Regions from separate parts of the Mus musculus genome. Here region 2 is linked to region 1. Evidence: chromatin contacts called from public HiChIP or PLAC-seq data. All regions are on one chromosome and are shown on one strand. Each heading gives the region's core, a stretch centred on a gene start, on an enhancer-like site or on the middle of the called end of the contact. The rest is flanking DNA. Distances are from core to core; before and after follow the strand shown.

Evidence for each region. HiChIP or PLAC-seq counts read pairs in DNA pulled down with a chosen protein or histone mark.
Region 2: a contact with region 1 is called in an H3K27ac HiChIP or PLAC-seq map of neural progenitor cells, with 6 times the contacts expected there. The contact joins the enhancer-like site here to the promoter of Cyyr1 in region 1. A contact is called at or near these places in 1 of 484 Hi-C or Micro-C datasets (the N1E-115 cell line), 3 of 115 datasets of contacts at active chromatin or transcription factors (cardiomyocytes, heart atrium and neural progenitor cells) and 2 of 9 other capture datasets (adipose tissue and embryonic stem cells).

The regions. Positions count from the first base shown.
Region 1 is chr16:85,547,995-85,554,212 of GRCm38.p6, forward strand. Cyyr1 (cysteine and tyrosine-rich protein 1) reads right to left here and starts at 2,379. Exons shown (of 4, transcript NM_144853.3): 1 at 2,042-2,379. The coding sequence starts at 2,114. It also overlaps the pseudogene Gm2541.
Region 2 is chr16:84,984,973-84,991,190 of GRCm38.p6, forward strand. The region is part of intron 13 of App (amyloid beta (A4) precursor protein); the gene reads right to left. Among named protein-coding and RNA genes, the nearest start is that of Gm10791, 16 kb to the left of the region's middle. Within about 2 kb of position 2,934, at least 15 of the 459 cell types and tissues checked have an H3K27ac peak or open chromatin away from gene starts, as enhancers often do. A contact at or near this core is called in neural progenitor cells, where this site is marked.

The DNA.
Region 1 (6,218 bases), core at 1,129-3,628:
TTGATAACACGGTACAAGATTGTACCTGTGCCATGATGCATGCTTTCCCACATTAAACTGATCTATGAGCTCACCTTACCATCCACCGAAAACTCTCTGCTCCAGCATCAAATAAAGGTGGTAACCTTAAAAGAGCCTCTGAAATAGGAGGTTCGGGAATTTTCACCAGAGAACTCAACATTTCTCAAATGAGCCAGCAAGCCACCCTAGTGCTGGGCTTGCAACTCCTCTGTAGCTGATTAAATAGAAGCCTAGGGAAAGCAAAAACTACCTATAGAAACCATTTCACTAGCCACCACCCATTGGTCCATTGATGAGGTTCCCTGAACACTGGAAGAGCTGTGCGTGAAGATCAGAGAAAGGGAAAGGGGCAAGAGCAGCCTTGCAGCCTACCATGAAGAGACCCAGAACAAAGAAGCCGTGGCCCCATGAAGATCCTGAGTCAAGGCAACAGCATCACCCGCTGCATCATTTGCTTCTTGCTATTTCTTTGTGTGTGTGTGTGTGTGTGTGTGTGTGTGTTACTTTGATAAGCTGAAGTGGTGGGGAGAATCATCATTGTTTTCAAGAAACTAGCAGTGAGATGTTGATTCAAACTGACCAAGAGGACCATGGATACTTAGTGCCTCCGACAGAAACACTGAGCACAATCTAAACAGCAGAAATGCTACAATCACTAGAATTGGAATAATTGTCACCAAGAAAGAAGTACTCTTTCTACTTGTATTAATTTTTATATTAGAAAGTCAGCATTTCCCCTATATCATCTTTAATATGATAACTTTTAGATACCAATTTGCTTTTTAAAATATTTTAAGGACAGGGTCTCCTGTGGGGTAGGGTGTGGTCTTAAACTAACCATACAGCTAACCTTGACCTGGAACTTCTGACTTTCCTGCCTCTGCCTCCCCAGTGCTGGGCTTACACGTGGGCCTCCCACAGCTGCTTAATGCAGTGCAGGGGACTGAACCCAAGCCTTTTTGTTTGTTTATGTTAGGTAAGTACTTGCCTAACAGTGCTCAACCCCAGGCCCTCGTCTGAATCTTAATAGATTAAAATTTTCAGCCAGCAAGGACTTCTTTCTGTCAGATCAGGGTAATGGATTTGATTATCTTGATACAATGGTGAAATTCAATTCTTTTGCTGTAAGGAGGGAGGCTGAAGGACATCTTCCTTTCAGTTGGAGTGTCTTGTCTTGGCAAGTGAGGGGAGCTGAACAGCTCGGCCTACGCCTAGGTCAGCCTGTGATTCATTGTCTTAGAAAGTTAGAAACACAAGATGCTTTAAGCTTGTACTGTCTGTGAACACGAGGATGCAAGGAGCGCACATGTAATTAAATTTATACTTGAGTAAGCCCTGAAAGGCCACATAAGGCTCTCTATCAAGCTTAGAACAAGGAAAGCACTCTGCTTCATTAATTATCAGCAATTGCCACTACGAATAATTATAAGGAGGGAAACGAGAGGCCTTTCACAAACAGGTGCTTAATCACATTTAAAAAAGAAAAGCATATTTGCCTGGCGAAATCCTATTTCGCCCAGACCGTATAGCTCAGAGCCTACAGTTGTTCAGTCGATTTTGTGGAGCTTCTAAAACAAAAACAAACAAACAAACAAACAAAATACGGGACATGTCTAAAGTAACTGACTTCTAAAAGAGGGGAAAATGGACTATTCCAGATGTCAGTAGCCTGCGATAAATGTAAGAGTCACTAATGCGTTTATTTTGAATAACTTCACCTTTATGTTTCAAGTATTTTAAAGAGTCTCTGGCGGCCCTAGACCAAAGTTCATTTAAATCCTGGCCGTGTCTTTACACTTTTACACTAGCCGGGTTAAATCCCCTTAAATGCGAGCTTTTGAGTTGCTTTACAAACAAAAAAGAAAGCAAACCAGCAAATTAGTAATGTTAAAGGAGAGATGGTGTTTGAGATTGCGGCTGTCTGGTGTTGCCTCCTAGGGGAATCGCCACCCTTTTACATTCCTGCGTTGGCCCCACGCCCCTGGCTGGACCCTCTGTCCCTGTTCCCACTGCCACTGACCTGCATAAACAAAGAGCAGGATCAACTTCGGAAGCAGGACCCCTGGACGCCGGGGCAGCCTCAGCGCGTCCATCCAAGCCGGTGGCCCCAAGCTGCTCTCTAGGACAGAGACCGGTAGACCTGGGAGCGACTGGAGTGAACCCCAGCAGCGATGCGGAGGATACAGGGCGGTCAGGAGAACAGGGATGTGGTCCTGAGAGCAGGGTCCAAAGCCGCCCTGGCCATGACCCCAGCCTTGGCGAATCCGGCCGGCTGCAGGGCAGCTGGGCGCTGGTGGTCCTAGCCCGGGTGAGCTGCCGCAGGGGCTTTATGTTCTGCCCAAAGGTGCTGTGCCCTGGCAAGCAAACGGCAGCTTCTCTGGCGTCCTTGGCCACCCAGGTTCAGGTTTCATCTATGAGGGTGGCACCAAAGTCGGATGGGGGTGGGGAGGTGACGGACTCCTCCCCACTTCGCTGAGTTTTCCTCTATAGAATGGCAGGGTGCTTGGCTCCAGCAGGAAGGAACTTCTGAGTTGTTTGGCTTTTGCTACAGTTTAGCCTACCCCCTGGTTCCACAGGTCTATTGTCCTCTCTGGGCCACAACACTCCCCATCCCTTTTTCTTCTTCTTTTTTTTCTTTCTCTTATTTTATTTATTTAGTTTTCGAAGGAATAGATGGAGGCTTTGGTTTCCTGTCTAAACAAATGAAGATGGGAGTTTCCAGATTTAAAAGGAACGAAGAATATGTAACTATACAAACTAGACGGAAAAGCTTTTCTCACCAGAAAGCTGGTAAAATGTCTATTTATCACACACTTGAAGCGTTTCAAGCAAATTCAGGGAAAACGAATGAAACAAGAGGTGTCTGGCCACTGCTACTGCTCTGGAGTTACTGTCCTATGCAATTAGATAAGAGAAAGAAAATACAATTATAAAATTTTGAATTTAAATATTAGCAAGTAACTTGTACAATTGTATAGAAAAATCAATCAAGGCAGAAACTCTTTTCTAAATCAATTTTTTTCTTTGTAAATGGAAATGCTCAATTCTATGCAGAAAGGAAAACAGAGAAAAAAAATAAAAGAAAATATTTCTCTTCACTAAGAAAAGCCAGTAAAATAATGTGTTTTCCTCGATTATTCTGCAAATTTGAGGATAAATTAGATCTTAATAGGACTGCCAACCTGAAGCTTTGCAGGTAAATTGGCTTCCAAAGTTCATACAGAAAGTGAGTGTGTAAGGACAGGAGATTTTTACAGCCAACTCACTACACTTTTAAAAGATTAAATTGAATGGAAGACATTACCTGTAAGTATAAAACCAAGTAACTAGAAATACTGCTTTTAGGAAGCAATACGCACTTTAAAAGCTAAATGTATCTGCACCTTAATTTAGTCTATCATCTTGGAAAAATGTTTCCCAGTGGATGAGAGCCATAGACCATAGGCTGGGAATATATAGAATCCCTAACTAGATTTACTGCCTGAGGAAGAGCCTGTCATCCACTGCTCCAAGAGAAGCCTGACCGGTTCCCACTCTCACCTCCAGCTAAACACAGTGAAGTTTTAGTGTCATCATTCAAATCTATCCCACTCTGGAAAAACATTTTCACATGTTTATTTCATTTAAGGCAGGGATGCTGTGTGCACATGTAGAGGCCAGAGGACAGCTTTCTTTTTCTTCTCCTATGTGGATCTCAGAGAACAAACCCAGCTGGTCTGGGTGTTCAGCAAGCCTTCTGGGTGCTGAGCCATCTATTCTGATTTTATCCTGTTTTTCTGTCTGACTTTAGACCTTTATAGTTGTCATTAGAAGTAGGTCCCCTGCCCAGAAATACCTGCCCCACTAATAATTTCCTTTTTCCCTGCTTCCAGTTATAACATCTGCAGTGCTATTATTATTATTGTCCTACAGTTTAAAACATGGTGTTAAGCTTCTTTTTTTTTTTTTTTTTGACGTTTACATTTTATTTACGTCAGTAGCACTAAAATACATTCCTCCTTGAGGGTCACATTTTCACAACACACATTAACACCAATCCATACTCCATAAGTGCCCACACCACCTCCCACCAAAACCAAGCAAACTCAGCAAACACTTTGTGGTCACTTCCTCAAAACCCGGGTGGGTCCTGTCCCGGCTCCTAGCTACGGCAGTGCCCAGAACTCACAACGCTTCCCTTCCCCTTTCCACACCGCGGACCCATCTCAAGCTCACCAACACTGTTCATCGTGTGCTCATTGCCAAGGGGACAAAGTTCGAACAATAGATCCTCATGGCCAAAAGGAAGTGACACTGCCAAGAGACACGTGCAGCCCAGAAGTGAGGTGGCATCAGAATTCCCTGGTGCTCGATGTAAACCACAGGTTAGGTGACAGCGCGGCATGGACTATGGGGTCGAAGCTTGTGAAGGGGCCCTTATGAGCTTCTTGCTTCCTAGCTGATTATTCTGCACGCGCCTCTGTGTGCTGTGTGTTTGTGTTAATAGCCAGTAGCACACTGACCTATCATTACTAGAAATGGTATTGCTAAGCAAAACCTTTTGACTGAAAAAGGACAAATATTTCTCCAAGAAGAAAAGATGAGGTTTCCCAAAAACTAAACTATATTTGGTGTCAATTTTTGACCACCTGGAGAAGATTAAAAGTTGAACAATAAATAAGGAAAGACTCTATCTGAAGTGACTCCTGATAGCCTTAAGTGTTGCCAGAGTACCCTGAATCAAAAGCATCCTGACACCCATGGCTCAAGGCACAGCTTACTTTACCTCTAAGTTCCGCTGTACTTAAAACTGCGCACTGTACCACCGCCAGGAGGTAGTCTATCATCAACACATACCTAGCTCCCTACTGGACCCTATGGACTCCTACAACTACAAATACCTCAGAGCTCAAAGCAGGGCTTGGGCTGCTGAAAAGAATGAGGCAGACCCTTACAACTCGAGGAAAAAGCTATGGATTTAGTGCTGGGAAAAATCAGAGTTACAAGGCTCAGGCTGTGTCACAAACTTATACCAGCTACCCGGGATTGTTGCCTCTGTCTCCAACACCCTTGGATCCTACCGATCCGTGGGCACACGTCCATAATCCTGCTAAGCCAAGTGACCCTGGGCGACATTTAAAGGATGCCGCTGCCATGCACATGCGCAACACACACACACACACACACACACATACACATACACACACAGTGGCTGCCGCGGCTGCCGCCAAGTCCAGCCTAATGGTTCCCTTTGGTCGACTTCTTCTTCTTCAAGTCCTCTTTCTGCTTCTGCTTCTTCCTCTTGCCACCTTCTTTGAGCCCTGCTGAGGTCATAGGGGCATCCCAGTTGCCAGGAACCCGCTGCCTGTCCTGCTCGTCATCTTCCCAGTTGCTTTTAGACCCAAGTTTGGCCGTTGGGGCAGGCCTGGGTGGCTTCTGTGGGCGGGTGCTGACAGAAGGGGCCGGAGTCTGGGCTGGAGCTGGGGCTGGAGTTGGGGCTGGAGTTGGGGCCAGGGGCCGGGCCTGGGAGGGGACCCGGACTGGTGCTGGGGCCGGGCCAGGGGCCAGAGCTGGTGTGGGTTGGCCTCTCCGCTGGCATTCTTCTGCAAGGGCGTTCTCGTCGGCCACACCATTTATTGTCAAGGACTTTAACTGCCCATCTTCTTCAACTTCTACTCTTTCTTGACCGTTCTCCACAATCCTCTTTGTCGTGATTTTTTTGCCATTAACTATCTTAGTTGAAGTTGATATTGATTTGAAGTTGCCCATTCCACTGCCGCCAAATGACGTTGAAGAAAATGAAGTGAGACCCCCATGACCTAGTGACCCAAATGGAGTGAAGCCTGTATCAAAAGCAGGAAATCCACTTCCAAAAGAAGGAAATCCACTGAAGGTAGAGAAAAATGAGCCGGCACCTCGGCTTCTATTTCCTCGGGGACCCCTTCGGTGTTAAGCTTCTATGTGCATTCAGATTATCTGAAGGCTGTTAGACTAGAGGTCAGTAGACCCCAGGCCCAGATCAGAAGCACCAGAGGCAGACCAGAGAATCTGCATTTTCAACACATTCCTCACTGGGAATCCTGCTGTGTTAGCGCTACAGTGAGAGACACACCTCCGAACAATCTGGCCTAGGCACTATTCTCCCCACCCCCACCCTGCATCTAGCTACTCCTGACAAGAACGACCCTGTGTTTACCAAGAACAATATTTTTTAACTG
Region 2 (6,218 bases), core at 1,684-4,183, 560 kb before region 1:
TGTAGTGAGTTCCAAGACAGCACTACATATGGAGTGAGAATATGCCTCAAAAATAAATAATATGTAGATAAATACATATTGAGTAGCAGAACTGATACTATAACTGAAACCTGAGGACCCCAGTTCCTAATGTAATCCTCTCATCAGCCCATGAGAATTTTCATGTTATTTAGAAAGAGATAATTTCAATGATTATTATTCCCCCCCCCCCCAATAAACTTAGGCCAAAGAGGTTAAAGGTGTAGCTCTAGAGGCTCATTAGGGAAGTGTGACAGAGCCTGAAGCTGTTGTCCATCAGTTCTGTTTGGATTTTCCATTTCCAACAATGGTTTCTTTCCCCCAGGAACACTCACTGTCTTTCCCTTCTTCAATGTCCATCTCATGAAATACTGTGGGAACTGCCATATCAACGTGGATGATCCCGCACAGCCTCATGGACCTGAACACTTAGCTCATCGCTGCTGGTGCTCTCAGGGAAGAGTCAGTTTGCTGACTCTTGGAGGTGAAGCCTCACAGAAGAAGGAAGTCAGTCCCTGAGGGTGGGCCTTGAACACTTAACAGCCCAGTCCTACTTCCTGTTCCCTCTCCTGACTTCCTGACTTTGGATGCTATGTGAACAGTTGCCTCCTGCCACCAGGCATGCTATCTCCCCTTAAACTGCAAGCCAAACCCCATCCCTTCCTCCTTCAAATTGGTTCTTGTCAGATGTTGTCTCTGCAAGGAGAAAAGTAACCAATCTAAGAGGAGGCTGTTTGGTTGCCATAGGAACCCCCACTAGGCTTCAACACCCTACTTCACAGTTAAGAGAAGTTAAACAATCTGAATTTGAGTTGGGCTCTGCCCCACAAATCTTTTCTGTGCCCAAATGAAGTGGAGTGATCAGGTTACCTCAGTGGCTGAGAGAGAATGATCATTGTAGGACTGTTTCCCAAACTGGGGGGAAAACCTCTATAGACATCACTTAGCAATGAGCTCTCCCCACAAACCTCCGCGTCTAGAAAATTAAGGCAGCTCTTTTATCTGGAGCTACACTATCAATCTCGAGAATTGCCCAGAGTCTAAGTACAGACTCATGTCTAGATCGAGGTTTATTTTTGTGTAGAAGTTTCCTGGCCACAGAGTTTCAAATGGGGGTGTGTTCCGTCCACTTATGGTAGGCAACTGTCCCCAGAGAGGACTCACAGAAGGCGGAGCATCACTTGTGAAAACTACTCCTTATTGCAAGTGACATTTTCCTGAAATACCATCGTCTGGTCTAGACTGAAGTTTCAGAAGAAGTGCCTTTCCCTTGAAGAGGAGTTTCCTTGTGGCTTTCAAACTCCTACATCAAACAGCTCCGTTCTATCAACCGGCATTAGCCAGAAATCAAGATGAAAACACAGCCAGGCTCCCTGGCCTTGGCAAAAGGATTAAAAAGCTTCCCTTTCCGTGTTTATTTATGGAACTTGGGCCAAGGTCCCGATCTTATTTCCAACCACTTTAGGGGGTCTTAATCCCCCTGGGATGTCAGCCACCTGGGGCCCTGACTGCAGAGTTTTCACACTACAGCACTGGTCTTTGAAAGAAAGTTCTGTGGGCTGAAGTTCTAATGCTCATACGTGTAAATTACACGGATGTACTTGCTTGGAAAATGAATCACACGGTGGAAAATCTAGCACTAGGAGGCCACTATACATTTAACTCACATTTTTATTTTTCATTTTTGTCTTTTAGAAATTATTTTATCTACTTATTTATTATTATTATCATCATCATTATTATTATTGAATCTTTTTTTACAGTCCAGTCATTAGCTCCCCTCCCAGTCCACCCTCTGACTGTTCCTCATCCCATACCTCCTCCCCCAACTCCAAGAGGATGTCCCGTCTTGTTTTCTTATTTAATCTTTATGGCTGTGGCCATAGAGAATGACATCTTTGAGACTACTATTAGGTTTGGGGACATATAAATATGGACTTATGGGGAAGAAATCTTTCCAGTTAGATCCTTAATTTTCATTTTACTGGGGCTCTTTGGAATACTTGGTGTTGACGTATATTTGCTTAAAAGTAAAAGGTCAGAATATTTATAATAGCACCATCTATTATTATGAAAAACTAATTTTTAGTGTGGACCAATAAAAAAACAAACGTAGAGTAAGAGATGAAAAAAAAAATTAATTGAGCCCGGAGTCCCGTGGCTCCTTCTCGGCTCCTGTAGGGTGTTCTGGGCATCATTACTTGGGGTTCTTTCATCCCCACTTGAGCTCCGAGCCACCTCTGAGACAGCTGGTAAGGAAATCAACCTCTCTCCTTACAAATGGACATAACATTTTCTTTGAGGCGAGTGAGTCACATGCACAGCCCATGACTGGCTCTGCCACACGTGCTTTGGACTTCAGCAATGGTGTGCGTCTTCAAACACATCAGAGAGAGAAGCAGGGGCGGGTGGCCATGCTGGCATGGCCACAGGACTGCTGTTCATGGCTGTGCAGCTGCAGACAACTCTTCACTGTGGTTTCCATGACTGCTGTCCGTTATAGCAGGGTCCTGTGCGACTTATACAACTGTAGCTATGCAGTGGCCCAGGCTCTCAAGTGCTCTCCCTCAGACTTGGAAGAGAACCCTGCCTGGCCTGCTCAAGACCACAGCAGATGTATGGAATGGGAATCACACACTGCTGGGCCAGGAAGAGAGCTCAGTACAGTTCCAGTTGATGAGGGACGGACAACTACTATATTCAGGGGGATGAAAAAACTGGGTCAAAAGATGGTGAGCTCGTGGTAGAAAGGAAGATGCCAACATCTGTAGACAATTTCATGGGGAGACCCTAAAAGATATGCTGATAAATAAGGGCTCAGTGTGGAAAATGTGCCTAAATACACAGGTCATCACAATGGAGGGCTATGTTCCTTATACACAATACATCTCTGTAGGCATGACCGCTCATTTAAATGCTAATGTATGCATATTTTAGAAACCCTAAACACATCCAGTATGCTCTTCTGTACACTGGCCTGTTTGTCTTTAACGAAATCTTGCTTTCCTAGCTATGGCGATGGCCCTTTCTCTCCAGCAGAAACTCATTCACATGGTCCCTTAACGAGGCCCAGGAGACTGTGATGAAGAATAACGCCAACTGGCAACTTGATAGGCTCTGGAGTAACCAAGGAGACAAAGGATTATTTAGATTAAGTTAGCCTCCATGCCTGCCTAGGAGGGATCGGTTTCATTAGGTTAACAGAAGGTAGACCTACCCTAAATGTGGGTCACACCTTTCTCTGCTTGGGTCCTACTAGGCCAAAGAGGGAAATTAACAAGAACCGACCAATCACCACCCTCCACTTCCTCGTCCTGGATGTCAAGTGACCTGCAGCTTTGGCTGCTCTGCTTTGATCCATTGTGTCCTTGGACTGCAAGCGGAGATAGAGCCTTTCTCCCTTAAGCTGCTTTGGTCAGGGTACTTTATCTCAGCAACAGAAAAAGTAAGATAGCATCCAAGCCTGGAAATGGCAAGTGCTAAGCGTTAGGGGTTTGGCCAGGGGTGGAATCGACCTGCCTTCAGGAAGGCACTCAGTGCACAGAGGTGAGGAGTGGGAAGAAATCCCTGTAAGAATCTGGAACAAGGAGACTCAAACGAGTTACGTGGTGAGCTCACTGATACTCATTTGTCGATATTTCCAGACCAGTGCCAGAAATAACTAACTCAATTTCTTCGCATGCAAAGAACTCAAGGCTGACAGGAAAGGACCCACACAAGCACTAGGATGTCCTATTCCTCAGACACTTCTCTTTCCATCATTTAGGGCCCGGATTATAGGTGCATGCTGTCATTCCTGCTTTTGACACGGCCCTGGGGATCAGAACGCAGGTCTTCACGTGTTCATAGCAAAGACTTTATCCACTAAGCCAACTCTCCGGCACTCAGATCAAAAGTTAATGGGAAAACACTCACTGTGTCTGTATTGAACACAAATAGGGCTTTTACCATGCTGTTTTCAAAACATTACAGGGTAGTGAGTGTTGACTGAGCAGTGGCAATGGATTAGGTTTTATGAGCAGCACACAAGAAGATGCTCAGGAAGTACACTGTAGCTGTCTTCAGACACATCAGAAGAGGGCATCAGATCTCATTGCAGATGGTTGTGAGCCACCATGTACTTGCTGGGATCTGAACTCAGGACCTCTGGAAGAGTAGTCAGTGCTCTGAACCACTGAGCCATCACTCCAGCCCCCAAGAAGATGCTCATAAGTCCTATACAAATACAAACTGTCTATATAAGGAGTTGGAGCATCCATGAATTTGGGGATTCCTGAGGTGGGCGTGTCCTGGAATCTGGTCCTAAACTCCCAACACTGAGGGATATCTACCCAGTTCATAGGAGATTATATTCCAATCTCTTCAAACTGCTTCTAGTATCTGTACTTCCCAGCTTTAATCCAGGACTTCACCTAAGACTCTTTGGGCTCTCTTGAAAATACACGACTCTAGAAATCTATCTATTATTTATTTTTAAAGGTTACTTTAAAATGCTGTTTTCATGCCCACACAGTTAGCCTCTCCTCACCTCACCCAGCTCTCCAAATAGTTCAACTTGAAACAGCAGCCTGTCCCTAAATAAACACTATTAGCCTGTGATCGTCTTCAGGAACATGTAATTAATCCACTTAGAAGCCTACGCCTCATAATTACCGCAGAGCATCAGTAGCCCTCTGAAACACGCATGCGCTTTATGTTGTCCTCACTCACACACACCGTAAGCTTCAACAATAAATTGAAAAATGACCCGCATTACTGTGCATTTACACACCTCTTTTCATCGTCCCAGTGTGGTAAACATTAATTAACCCTGGCTAATTAACCCAGCCGCAGTTTACAAATTCACTCCTTTATCAGCCTCACAGGAAGGAAAGGCGCTTAAAACCTTTTACAGTTTCGTAATATGGAAATTAATCTTTTTTTTTTCACGTGTAGGGTGAAGATTCAAGACATGTAGCTGTTTGATTTAAACATGGGAGTATTTGGGGGAAGTGTCTGCAGATTCTTCAAGTCAGCAGGAAAATGGAGTAGCCTCATTCAAGCACCTCGTACACAGCGGCTATGTCACTTCCTTCCTGGGGAGCCGGAGAAGCTGAGTTGTGCCTGGCACCAAGACATGTGGCAAATACCAGGCGAGTTTTAGATCTTACTGCACTCAGAGTGATGACACCACCATCACAGAGGCAGGAGAACTGCACTCTGCACTCAAGCCCAGGGACTCCATTTAGAGAAGCCGGGACAGCTGGAGGAAGCCGTGCAATTTAGCCTGATGATTTCAACTTAGGGCTCACACTGGACAAACTGGGTCTGCACAAAACTATCTTCAAAAAGCCTGAAGGTCATGCTGTTGTTTTTATAGGATGACTAGATTGGGCCATGGAGTGCACGATTAGCGAGCAGTGCTGGGTTGTTTGTGACTCTCAGGCTTCATAACATAAAAAAAATGGTGGCCAGAGTATTTATTTTGGATTTGAAGAGGAGACTACCAACCTAAGACTGGGGTAGCATAGAAGGGGATTGAGGGAGGGATGCTGAGAGGGGTTGGAGAATTGATGTAATTCTATTCCAATTCAAGATGTCAAAAAATTAAAAATTAAGAGTACTACTATATGTCATGGCTTCTGTGTATAGCTTTTAGAATAAAGAGCACATGCGCTGTAAGTGGCTAAAGGGTAAGGGTCAACAGAGAGGGAGGACATTAGACCTAGCCAAAGGACTGACCCAGCTAAGTGGTGTGGGCTGAACTGGATCCCCGATGAAATCCATGGAGGCCTTAGCCCTCAAGGGCATCATCTTGAGAAGAGCCATTTAAGGTGAAGACTGACGCTAAATATTATCCCAGGGTGACTGGATGCTGAGGCTGGGGAGAAACCAGAGAGATTGCTCCTTCCAAGACAGGTTTTATGGGAAGAAACATCAAGATCAGCACAGGAAAGCAACCGATGGCAGGAAGACAACCTCCACTTCCTGTGGCTGTATGTGACCAAACAGCATGCACACACAGAAAACCTCTGTGATCTCCTAAGATGGGGGAAGGTGGGTGCTACACACATGATCTAAAAAGGCTCAAGAACCCAGGACCGTTAGTGTTTTGAACTGTGGCCCACCTGTGTCCAAATCTCTCAAAGTTCCATCCTGAAAATGGCTTTCTTTTTCTTAATAAATCATGTCTTTTTCTACCACTGTCCACGTGTCCCTGG